Linked DNA regions of Aedes albopictus: region 2 is linked to region 1. Evidence: chromatin contacts called from public Hi-C data. All regions are on one chromosome and are shown on one strand. Each heading gives the region's core, a stretch centred on a gene start, on an enhancer-like site or on the middle of the called end of the contact. The rest is flanking DNA. Distances are from core to core; before and after follow the strand shown. Region 1 holds the start of LOC109416936 (UPF0046 protein C25E10.12). Region 2 holds the start of LOC109430243 (death-associated protein kinase 1).

What was found. A called contact is a pair of places that touch in the nucleus more often than the background predicts.
Region 2: a Hi-C map of whole body shows a contact between it and region 1, with 6 times the contacts expected there. The contact joins the promoter of LOC109430243 here to the promoter of LOC109416936 in region 1. A contact is called at or near these places in 2 of 3 Hi-C or Micro-C datasets (embryo and whole body).

The regions. Positions count from the first base shown.
Region 1 is chr2:360,324,055-360,330,298 of AalbF5, forward strand. It overlaps LOC109416936 (UPF0046 protein C25E10.12), which reads right to left and starts at 3,224. Exons shown (of 2, transcript XM_062848913.1): 1 at 2,659-3,224; 2 at 1,682-2,479. The coding sequence starts at 2,926. The coding sequence ends at 1,848. It overlaps LOC109403764 (protein furry), which reads left to right and starts at 3,794. Exons shown (of 24, transcript XM_062852875.1): 1 at 3,794-4,061. The coding sequence starts at 3,935.
Region 2 is chr2:361,280,270-361,286,131 of AalbF5, forward strand. LOC109430243 (death-associated protein kinase 1) reads left to right here and starts at 2,286. Exons shown (of 1, transcript XM_020077012.3): 1 at 2,286-3,170. The coding sequence starts at 2,286. The coding sequence ends at 3,170.

The DNA of each region.
Region 1 (6,244 bases), core at 1,974-4,473:
GCTTGCGGTAGATCCCGAATTTCAACGTGCTGTCTTCTTTTCTACTGATCAACAGATCGAGAAAGGGGGTCTCCCTTCCTCTTCCTTCTCTACAGTAAATTTGATCGTGTTGTGTTGGGAGTTTAACATGCTCAACGTTTGATCCAGGTATCGTTCCTTAACCGGAGCAAAAATATCATCAACGTAGCGCCACCAGATCCTGGGAAACAACTTCTTCTTTTGAGCTTCGTTCTCAAAATCGCTCATGAAGAGGTCCGCTAGCAATGGGGACAGCTTGCTACCCATGCTGAGCCCAAAGGTCTGCCTGTAAACGGGACATTGTCCCGTAGATGGGCTGCATCGAGCCCGAAACCGGTCGGCATTAAGGTAATTTTTTAATTAATTTGACGATTGTAAGAACCATAAGTGTCGTGTCTTATCTCGCGTCGCGTTTCGTGAATGTCGTGTTTGTTCTTACGTACACTAAGTACACAAATTGAAAGTTGAGTTTTACTCCCACTACACAATAAAGGCACAGAAAAACAGACGTAACACTTAGAACAAATTATAATATAAATCATCGTCACGAAATCGTAATCGCCCAATACTAATCATGTCGTGTTTGGACAAGCCACCATTAGATGCCGGTAGTGAGCAAACGTCAAGCAGGAGCAAAAACGATGCCAGCGCCGCAACTGGTCAATTGACCAACTACCGAATATTTGAATCAACCGTTAAAACGGTAATCGATGGGAAGCGAGTAGAGTGTGACGTCTGTTTCTCTGTGATAAAGGTATCTGATTCAAATGGAAGAAGTGGACGAAAACGGTCGTTTCGTTGTGAATTTAGGCAATGCACAATTTGGTTTAACAGTAGTGCAGGGAATGGGGTCAAAAACCCAAACCCTATAAAAGAACAGAACAAAATGCAGCGCTATAAACATTTCGAAAAACTAAATTGGTTATGTCATGGAGCTTGTTATCGAGTATATCAAGTTGTGATCGCTTACGTACACTGCGGCGTTATTGTGTTAATATCGTTTTTGAGCTAACTTTACAATCTATCATGGAGTCTAGAATACACTTTTTCTAGAATGGGATGTTCTACTGAATTAATCTTAGCTGTACACATAATTTGGCTTTCCACAAAATATACAAACATAAGCTGTGATTTAAAGTAAGTTTCTGCATCTCATTTTACAAGATAGTAATATCTAGATTGAGTTTAAATAAGGGCGAAAGTAACATGAGAGAGTTCTCTTCATCGACTCTCTCTTCTGCAAATTAAAGTGACAAGATGCAAATTCAATCGAACTTTTTTACACTTGGACGCTAGATTGCATCGCAACCTAGCGATTTATGACCAAAAAGTGCAACTATACTTGCATCTTGTCACTTTAATTTGAAGAAGAAAGAGTCGATGAAGAGAACATATTATGTACTACGTTTAAATCAGCTCGAAATGTTAAAATAATTTGAATTTAGGATAGTTATGTAAACGATTGAAAAATGATTGAGTGTAAAAAACGCTTTGCCTAACAATAAGATAGGGAAACTTACGTATTTTCGGCAGTTTTGTTCTCTTCGTCATTGGTTTTTTTAAGCCTGTTAAACTCAGTGTTGGCCACAAATCCTTCCCAATCAAGCTGAGTTATATGTCCAAATTCCAGGCATTTTGGTCAAAAAAAAAAACCATAAGAACAAACCTGCCGATAATACCCTTCGTCACCCTATATTGTATACTATTTTCTAGATGCGCAAAGCCCCACGCATCATCAATGTGTTATGGCTTCTAGGTCGTGCGAAAGAAACATGTCTGCTACTTATCAAATGTCGATGTACTTAATTAGAAAACCGCCCAGCTTTAGTTTACAGATCATCTTTAGTGCGTCCCTTTGGCAGGGTCACGTCAAACACGATCGGCTGGTTGTTCGGCAGATAGTTGATGTCGCACGTGGATGCATTGATAAAAATGATCTTACCATCCGATGTGATCCCGTAACCCTCGTGCACGTGCCCAAACACGTGGTACTTCGGCTTGACTCGCTGCTGCACGGTCGTCAGCAGTTCCACACACCCCGCCCTCACCCCCGAGCAGCACAGATCACCGTGGCCAACGGGAGGCGTGTGGGTGATCAGAATGTCCAAATTCTCCGGAATTTGCTCCCACTTGTCCAGGCAGTCGCGGCCCCGCTTGACGTTGAAGGCCCACTTGCAGAACTCCGGCTGCCACGGGGTGCCGTAGATTTTCAACCCGTACAGCTCGATCGATTCATCCTGCAGGTACACACAGTTGCTCAGGTATTGTCGAATGTTTTCCGTTTTGACCGCTTCGGCCAGGCTCTCCTTCGAGTTTCCCAGCGTGGGGATTTCGTCCAGCAGAGTGCTGCCGGTCTTCTTGCAACAGGCACTGGCATTCTGGAACGGGTGCGTGAACGTGTGGTCAAAACTGAGCTCGTGGTTACCCGCTATGACCAGCTTGTGCTTGTGTGGTAGTTTTTCTAAAATGGAAAAGAGTTTCGGATTTGAATATTGATGAACATTATTTAGGTGGAAACATTAAGTTCAATACATAGTTTAGTAACTTGACGACGTTCGAAAAGGATTCCCTCCTAAAAGGCCACTGGTATAACAGATAACAAATTCCCGCCCAAAATCAAGCATTCTATTCAATACTCACCCAACCAGTTGTTGAAATCGATGACCTCGTCCAGCTTCCCGCACCGGGTGAAATCGCCCGCATGAATGAACACGTCCCCCTCGGGGATGTCGAACTTGATGTGATGCGTCAGCGAGTGCGTATCGGACATGCAAACCACCCGCACCTTATTGCTGGGAACTTCCGCTCCGGGTGCTTTGGTGTTAATCTTTATCACTCGCTGGGTTTTCGATATTTCCTTCCACGCTCGCGTAGGATCCTCCGTCAGAGGATGGATGTCGATTTTCATGGTCTTGCAGGGAGCACTCGCCGAAATGAACAAACTCCTTCTAGAAAACGCGAATTGATTGCGAAATCGATTAAAAATTGCAAAAATTCTGTTGATGTTATGACGCAAACCGCGATTCTGTCTCTGCGTGTTTACAATCCGATCGATCGTTTGTCAGCCGAAATGCGCACGCAAACAAACGTCCATAGACGACGCTTGCGATGCACCCTGTACTTGACCTTGATGAGCGGCGGGACGCTCGTACACCCGATCAGCTGTTTGCCATTCAATTTTCTCCACCTATTTCGCAAACAGTTCAAATAAATTTCGTCAGTTGCCTACCTAGAGAGAGAGTTTCAAAATTCATAACATTCACTACTCACCGGTGTCCTTCGCACACATTTTCATTCAACTTTCCCGCAACAAAAACACCAATCAGCTGTTTCGTCCCTCCCCCAACCCGTATAAAGTGCATGTTTACCGCTGGACGCCGGTCACAGCCGGCGCGTAGCACTGGGCGATCCCGCTTTTGTTTAGATCTGCTCGAAATTCAACTGGCACCGCGGCGCACTATCTGTCAGTGACGCTGTCGCTTCGCTGTCGCTTCGCTGTCGCTGTCAGGGATGCCACATATACAGATTTTTCTGTAATCATGCAGATTTTCTCGCAGCTTTTCATACAGAATTCTGTATACCAATAATTACAGATTTTTGGAAATTATACAGATTATACAGAGTTTTCTGAAACTTACAGAATTTCAAACAGATTTTCCGCGAAATCTTACAGATTTCATACAGATTTTTGGCAAAACATGGTGATACAGATTATAAAGATTTTTGGAAGGCAAAATACAGATTAAAATGTGGCAACACTGGTCGCTGTCTGCGGTCTGTCACTGTCTAACGGGAAATCGCGAAAAATCGTAAAATTTCTTTTGTTGATATCGATCGTGCGTCGCGTAAAAAAAGTGAAAATTCGAGTGTTTTTCCGGGTGATTTCGGTTCGCGGCCGGTTCCAAACGGCACCACCATGCAGCGGTCCATCGGGGACGATTCGGAAGGTGGTGAAAACGGGGAGGATCTGGCGCTGGACGGCAATCCCACAGTCGCAGTCGGAGGAGGTTTGTTTGCTGGGAGCAGCAGTAGCACCAATTCGGGTGAGTAGGAGTTTTCCAGCAGCAGCAGGAGCAGCGATAAAGTGGGAGGATGTCGTTTTATTTTTGGAAATTGTTGACGATTGGACGCAATTTGTTGATTTTTGCATACGGAATCGTAATGGACTGGGCGAAAGGCTAGCGAAGGCAGCCGAATTTGATTAAGAATTTAACAATTTTAGCACCCGACAGCGACAGACACAAATCGGGGGTGGAGCACTTATTGTTGTTGTTTTTTTGAGACACAACATTGCAAAACGAAATAGGTAATCATTAAATTTGTGTGATTTTCAATTTACTGCAAGCTTCTTTTTGATTTTTCGTTCTGATAGAGCATTATTTTGGGGTGGACTACTTCTGCATCTTCATGGCGGGATTTTGGGTCTAATAAAAACTCTCAGATAAAAACCTAATCGCAAACGGAGCCTGGGGCACCCTCCATAATATTTAGCCCTTATGCTTACCCAAGCAATAGCGCAGTGGACCTTTTGTTTCTCAGAGACAATGAACTGCCCTTCTTTAGTCTCAAAATTGAGGCTGAATGAGGGCAAGATTATTATTTATTATTTTGAATTTTGGCCTATATGGTTTGGCATTATGTTATTTACACAGTGTATTCTGTGTATCCTTGCCTTTGGCGTCTTCCAATCGATACCGATCTGGTCTTACTGTCGCTGTTCTTGTTTGTGCAGTGATTATAGAGAGTTTAATCTTGCGTAGTTTGGGTAGTGGCTACGGGTAATATACAACATTAGCTCGATAAGTGACTGCTGTTTAACTGGGCGCTCGATAACTGGGCCAAAGTCCAGTTAAAAAACAGTTGTTTGTCAAAAATAAACGAAATTTAACCTCACATTTTGCAAATCAGTAAACAAAACAAAATTTAACAATAGCCTCCTGCTCCGGGAGCTCGGTCCAGTTATCGAGCGGCGCTCGCTAACTAAACTGTCGTCAAAGCCCAGTTATCGAGCGGAAGCTGTAGCTCAGATCAATCTTCAGCATAAAACAATAGCAACGATCAATCTTCGCAGACTTACACTAAATAGTAGAAGTAGCTTTAGTCCGAGAACCTCACTTTCGTAATCTATCTAAGAAACTTTGTACATCCAGCGTTTGCATATTTCAGCAAACATTGTATGGCAAACTCGCTTGTCATGTCATGTGTGCATGTCAACAACGCAATCGTTACTACACTCATATCTGAAATAACCACCAGAGATGTGTATGTGCTATTTCATTTGATGTATCTGTTGGAGACCTGGAAATACATCTATTGTTCGGTTTATTTACCGCATGATGAAGCATTCCCTCCGATGCTTTCAAACAAGTTATCGCATAATGCACTTCAAAAGGCCTTCCGCTGATTGTTGGCAGTGCAGTGATGCTAATGCTTATAGACATTAACTTGAGAGGCTCCAGTTTGATGGAATATTCAAGTGGTACAGATCTTGGGTTGGGTCTCCAGTTAGCCTAGTGGTTAAGGCTAAAGATTGCCAATCCGGAGACGGCGGGTTCGATTTCCGTTCCGGTCGGGACAATTTTCTCGACTCCCTGGGCATAGTGTATCATTGTGCTTGCCTCACAAGATACAAATTCATGCAGTGGCAGGCAAAGGAGAAGCCCTTCGATTAATATCTGCGGAAATGCTCAAAGAACACTAAGTTGAAGCGAGGCAGGCCAAGTCCCAGTGGGAACGTAGAGCCACAAAGATAAAGAAGAAGAAGATCTTGGGTTACTCAACAAAGGCAACCGTCCGACCTTCATGGAATCTACCAGAGAGGAAGTGTTGACATGACGCTTTGCTCTAGTAGAGTTGGTCACGTGTTGATCAATTGGCATATGTTAAATCTTTATTTGATCATCGCTACACTTGAATGTTACTTCGCAAACTTTGCGTTTCAAGAATCTGGTCAATCAACTGGGATCTCTTCAAAGATTTGGTTGCGGCCAAATTTCATGGATACTCGTTATCCATTATGGAACTCCAAGTGATTTAGATGATGCCGTTGATACTATAACGGCCTTTATCATGGAAGCTTTTGAAGAAGCTAGAGCCCTCTACGGTCTGTGAAGACCACAAGTGGAACCCCTTGGAGGAACTCTGATCTGGTCAAGCTCAGGAAACAATGAAGAAAGAGTTTGAACCGGCGACGTTCGGTTGTATCGGAGCCTTTCAAATCGGCTCG
Region 2 (5,862 bases), core at 1,036-3,535, 960 kb after region 1:
GTCATGCGCAGGATTTGCCCTGCCGGAAAGCGACATGCGGAAACATAAACAGAAGAGGAAGAGATGGAAAGCAAACCAAAACAAGACCGGTGTTTTCCGACTTTGTTTTGAATATAGTGTTCGTAAACATGGCGAGCGCATTCAACAAGTTGTTTATATTTTGGTAAGAGAAAAAAAAGTGCAATAAAGGATAAAAAGCAGTCATAATAAACCAACATGAACTTACTTCTGAAACTATAGGGGAACCCCAAATCAACGGGCAGTCATAAAGTCATGAGATAAGATATATTGTGCGTACATGAGGCTCTAACACAAACAAAATGTAATGAATGGAGACCGAACTCACAATTGGAATGAAAGAAACAGTGTTATTCAACATGATGAAATTATTGAACTCTATAGTACGTGATTGAAATTGAGTATAAAACCACTCTGTGCTTAAGAAAATCGTCAGTAATACCTGATTCCATCCTAGATGGAGCTACCGCCATAAACGTTAGAAGTTCATTGATATTTATCAAACTTGCTGCAATAAAAATGGTACCCGAAAAGTTCTCTCGTTTACTGAAGGATGGTACAACAATATTGCACGAAGTCATCAGAAAGGGATCTTCCACTGAACTAGCTGAGATATTGAACAAGTATAAAGAGCTTTTTGATAAAATTAATCATCATTTAGTACGGAAATTTGCTTGGGATCCAAGTGATAAAATCTGGCTCAGGAAAACAATTTTGGTGGCAACTACTGAACAACAATGTAACACAGCAAAGCAGCTTGAAGCTAATTCAATGTCAACACAAGATATCAAACAAGCTATTTTTGTATTGCTGTTAAGTCCAGTTGACGGAGACGACGTAGCTGTTATCCATCCAAGTGAAACAAGCATCATATCTGCATTTCGATTTATCACAACAGTGATGCCGAATGGTTATCTCACGTTCAATTATACTGGAAAAGATGGCACAAGTGAGTTGTTCATCGAAGTGGCTGCTTCCTGTGGAAACATTACAGCTATCAACCTACTAATCAACCTAGGAGCACCACTTAGTCTTCCAGGACACAACCCATTACTGGCTGCGTGTAGAAATCTCCAAAGAGATACAATCCGGTGGTTACTCACTGAACATTTTGATTCTTTTGACTGCACTCTTAGGAGCACAACTAAGTCGAATGCCTTAATGGTTTTAATGCAGAAAGATGACACAGAAATGTTGGATTACGTGCTGAAGAAAATGATCAACTACAGACAGAAGTACTTCAACGAATCTCAATCGCAAGCGTTCAACAAAATATTTCGGTACGAACACGAAGTCTACACTCATTGCTCCATTCTATCATCGATTCTTTCGGAGCCAATCCGCACGAAAATTGAAGAGTACATAGTCGAATATCAACTGGATCTGACATACCAGTGGAAAGGAGTAACAATACTGGCAGATCTCTTGTATAAGAAACTGGCTCTAGGTTACTGTTGGGACGACATAAGGAAAAATCCAGAACTTCTGGGATTGGTCGTTCGCCAGGGACCGGGAACCACCATAGTACACGAGTGTATACGATTGAAAATCCTGGATATCTTGAAAGAAATGTATCAACTTGAACCGTCCGTGAAGCGATTCTTCGAAACTAATCAGGCCTACGAAACACTTCAGCAAGCTCTATGGAACTCGGAACACGATTCAGTGGAATTCATCTTGGAAAACCATCAGCATTTTTTCCTGAACAATATTGGTAGGCTCCGGAATGACGTGATATTTTGTAGTTATCATGGGAAGTCGTTTTTCGTGAATAATCGAAATCAGTTGGTCAAATATTTCCCATCGTTGGAAGTCGACATAGACCGAGTGTTGTCCAAAGAACCAGCATTTTCTCCAGGTGAAGGTTTGTATCAATAAAATTAAAAAATGTTTTATTGTCTGAAAATATCTCTAATTTTATTGTAGATCTGAAACTAGCATTCAAGGACGTTAAACTTGATGATGGAAATATTCAACTCCCCAGTTCTGAACCCAAAACTATAAGAGGTTCAAATGAAGCAACGCTCCTACATTTGGCAGTGGAAAAAGACAATTTGGATCAGTTCGCTGAACTACTGAGAGCTGGTTGCGATTTCGACGCTGTAGATAATAACGGCAACCACCCCATACACTACGTGCAATCTATAGAAATGTTTAACACTATCGTCGAACAACATCCGGACGCCCAATCCCTCGTACACCGAAAGAATTTCACCGGTCATACAGTGCTTCATAAAGTTTGTCAGTTAAGCAAAAATCCACCCGACATGGTTGTCCCATTAATCGAAAAGATCCTTTCCTCGGGAGCCGACATAGACCAACCCAACAATAACGGCAACCCAGCACTCTTCCTGGCATCAAACACTACCACCCTAGACGTACTAGTTCGTCATGGATGCAAGCTGGACGTCGTCAACAATAAGGGTAAAACTGCTCTTGAATACCGAATCCGGAATCGCAATATGGTCATCGCTCTTCTTCGTTTAACTCACAAGCTTCCGTTATTCAAAGCGCACGCTCACAAGTACTTCGCACCGTTGATTTTCGGTAATCGTGTCTTCTTCACGCAAACCTACCGACCATTTCTGGAAGCTAACCCCGACACGCTCAAAACTTTGTTCGATTCCCTCTACGAAAACTCACCCGAGTTTGCCTCGGAGCTGTTCAACAAAGCGTGCTGCAATGGACAATACTTCGTAGTTGAGAAATTCCTAACATTCAACTACGACTTGAACTACAATGTCCGCGACCAAGACGGTTCCACCTGTATTGTAGGATGGTTGAAAAATATGTATGGGCAGCGCGACGATGCCTTAGTCGAACGACTACTGGCAAAGGGTGTCGATCTTGAGATCCGCGACAAAACCGGTAGAAATGCCCTGCTCACCTTCGTGGGCAGATTCTCTTCAGAGGCATGCTACGAACACAGCATAAAGACGGTCCAGCTACTGCTGGACCACGGAGCACGGTTGGATGCACGGGACGCGGCTGGAAATAGTGCTTTGCATTTGGCATTTGCAAGAGGTGAATTGGAACTGGTGGAGGTGCTGCTGCGAAATGGTGCTGACTTCACCGCTAGGAATTGTAATGGCGAAATTCCTATTCAGATGGGCCGTAGAATGCATCAAGAGTTGTTCGACTTTATCAGCTAGCGTTACAAACGCTTGATTTTTATCTATATGGATTACGAAAATTTATGAACTTCAATGTCCTTATCATGAATTATCCGAATATTCCTTTGTCTGAGTGCTCATTGTATCGGAACTCCAAACATTCCTTGCTACATGAGGTTGCTGCAACTCAAGTTTCTACTGTATAGCTCCAGGAGAAAACTGTTCAGTACAAACCTTCAATTTAATCGCACACGCCATATTTATTCGCTGAGTAAATGCTCTTTACTAAATCAATTTGAAGCCGTGGAGCAAATCTATGTGAATTTTCGCAAGGATCAGAGAAAAGGTCATTTACACCTTTTCAAAGACCCTGCGCCTCCATCTGTGTGAACAGGCAAACAGACTTCAAGTGATTGAAGTGACGAACCCGATAATTTCAAAATAGGGTATCGCGCCACTTGGGCGGTGGCTTCTATATTCGTCTGTTTTCCACTATAACTCAGTCAATTTTGAACCAATTGACTTGAAATGTTGTACACGGGTAGATACTCTACCTATTTCACCACATTCCAAAAGTTGTGTCAATTGGTTCAAATTCGACTGAGTTATAGTGGAAAACAGACGAATATAGAAGCCACCGCCCAAGTAGCGCGATTACCTATTGTCAACCGTGCGCCCCCATTGCACGTGCAGTTGGTTATTTTAATTATTCTAAATGTGCGTGCTTCCAGATAGTGTTTTCCCATCCCAATCCTTCCCCACCTGGCCGCAACTGGGGTAGATAGCAGATGCCTGCTATCACTTTCTACGGTTCAGCTAGCAGTGCAAATGGAGAAGACCCAGGGAGTCGCAGACAGGGCAACAGCTTTCCAAATTTCATGGATCCTAGGAATGAGTTCGGAACGGTTACCACACTGCTCGTAACAGGCAAAGCTGGACGTAATCTACCGATCGAGCCTTTAATCATCGCCAAAACCATTGAAGATGCTGCAAGTGAAGACAAAGGAAATCGATACGTTTTGCGAACCAGCAAAGCTCACCAGGTGGAAAATCTTCGAAACATTACTCGACTGATCGACGACACCGACGTCGAGATGAAGTTGTAGCCCAAAGCTGAATGTTAGCCAATGCGTGATATCGACGTTCGATCTCATCCACAAGAGTGAAACAGAAATTGCGACTGGACTAACGCATGTTCGCAGATTTCGTTTCCGTCCTTGCGTAGAGTGCGAGTGTAGCCGACCTGCCTCCACTTTCGCTCCCGAATGTCTGTCGCTCATTGGCGTAGCTAGCTTTTTCTTTTTTCTCACTCATTCTCCTTGATAAACAAAAAAAGAGCGGGATGAAAGAGGGAGCTTGTGTGCCCCCTCTTGCATCCTTCTCTTTCTCGTGTTTGTGCTGTCAAGGAACGCTCCAGTAGCAAAGATGTTCCCAGGTGGAATCAAAGATTGAAAATGTAGAAAACGTACTCGAAAACAGTTTAATCGAGCAAAATTTACATTGAACTGTGGGCGAATTCCGGCGCACAATCTCTTCGAAGAGAAGAAATTTTCTTCCATTGCCCACCTGTAAGAAAATTTTCTTCTCTTCGAAGAAATTGTGCGTCGGAATTCACTCACTGGTCTCCCTACAGAGAGGCCTTAACAAATTATGATAGAGAAATAAGAAGATCAAAGCGGAAAAATTGGAGACACATGTGCGACGGCATAGAAAGTGCCACTGAAACTGCAAGACATCAAATAGTTCTCTCTAAAGATCATGCTATTGATCTCGGAACACTAAAAAAGACCAACAGGTCTTATACTGTAAATACTCAAGAAACTTTGGAATTATAGAATATAGAAGCTACTGATGTGGCAAACAACATCTATATATATAAAAATGAATTTCTGTCTGTCTATCTGGCCGCAATGCATTCGGAAACTACAGAACCGATCGGTGTGAAATTTTGTATGTGGGTATGTCTGAGGCCGGGGAAGGTTCTTAGCTTAGTTTGAGACCTCTTCGGTGACTTTGCGGGGTACGTCTCTACGGAGCTGCATGTAAAAAATCACAGTAGCCAGGCTGTACGACGTTTGCCGGGACAGCTAGTTTTAAATAAAAAAAAAAGGAATGCACACTAGTGTGGGTCATCGGAACCATTGTCTCAGATCAAATTTTTTTGGTTCCGTTTCGGATCTTGAGTATCTGTGCAAAATTTGAGCACGATCGGTTGCGTCTACACTTTGCGCATTGCAATTGAAATTTGTATGAGATTTTATATGAGAAAACATACTTTTTTGCATTTTTGTCATAAGTTGAAAAAGTTTGTCTGAAACTTTTTAACCAGTACTATAAAATGATAGCCTAGGATGTTCTGAAAAACTTTGTTGAAGACCGCAAAGCGATCCGATGCTTGTGAAAATAGTTATAACCAACGAACCGCATGCATGTGTTTATGTTTTAACATGTAAAGGAATAACAATGGCAACAAAATCATGCTGTTTCGCCAAGCAATGTCAACGCTATAATTTTTCTTATAAGCATCAGATCATTTCGCGGTCTATGACAAAGTTTTTCAGGACACCCAGGCTATGTTTTCACTTTATCGGTTACAATGGTTTAGAAAAATTCGAGCTTGTTATGAGAGAAATGCAAAAAAGTGTGTTTTTTCATGTAAAACCCCATACAAACTTCAAACGCGATGCGCAAAACGTAGACATAACCGATCGTGCTCAAAATTTGCACACTT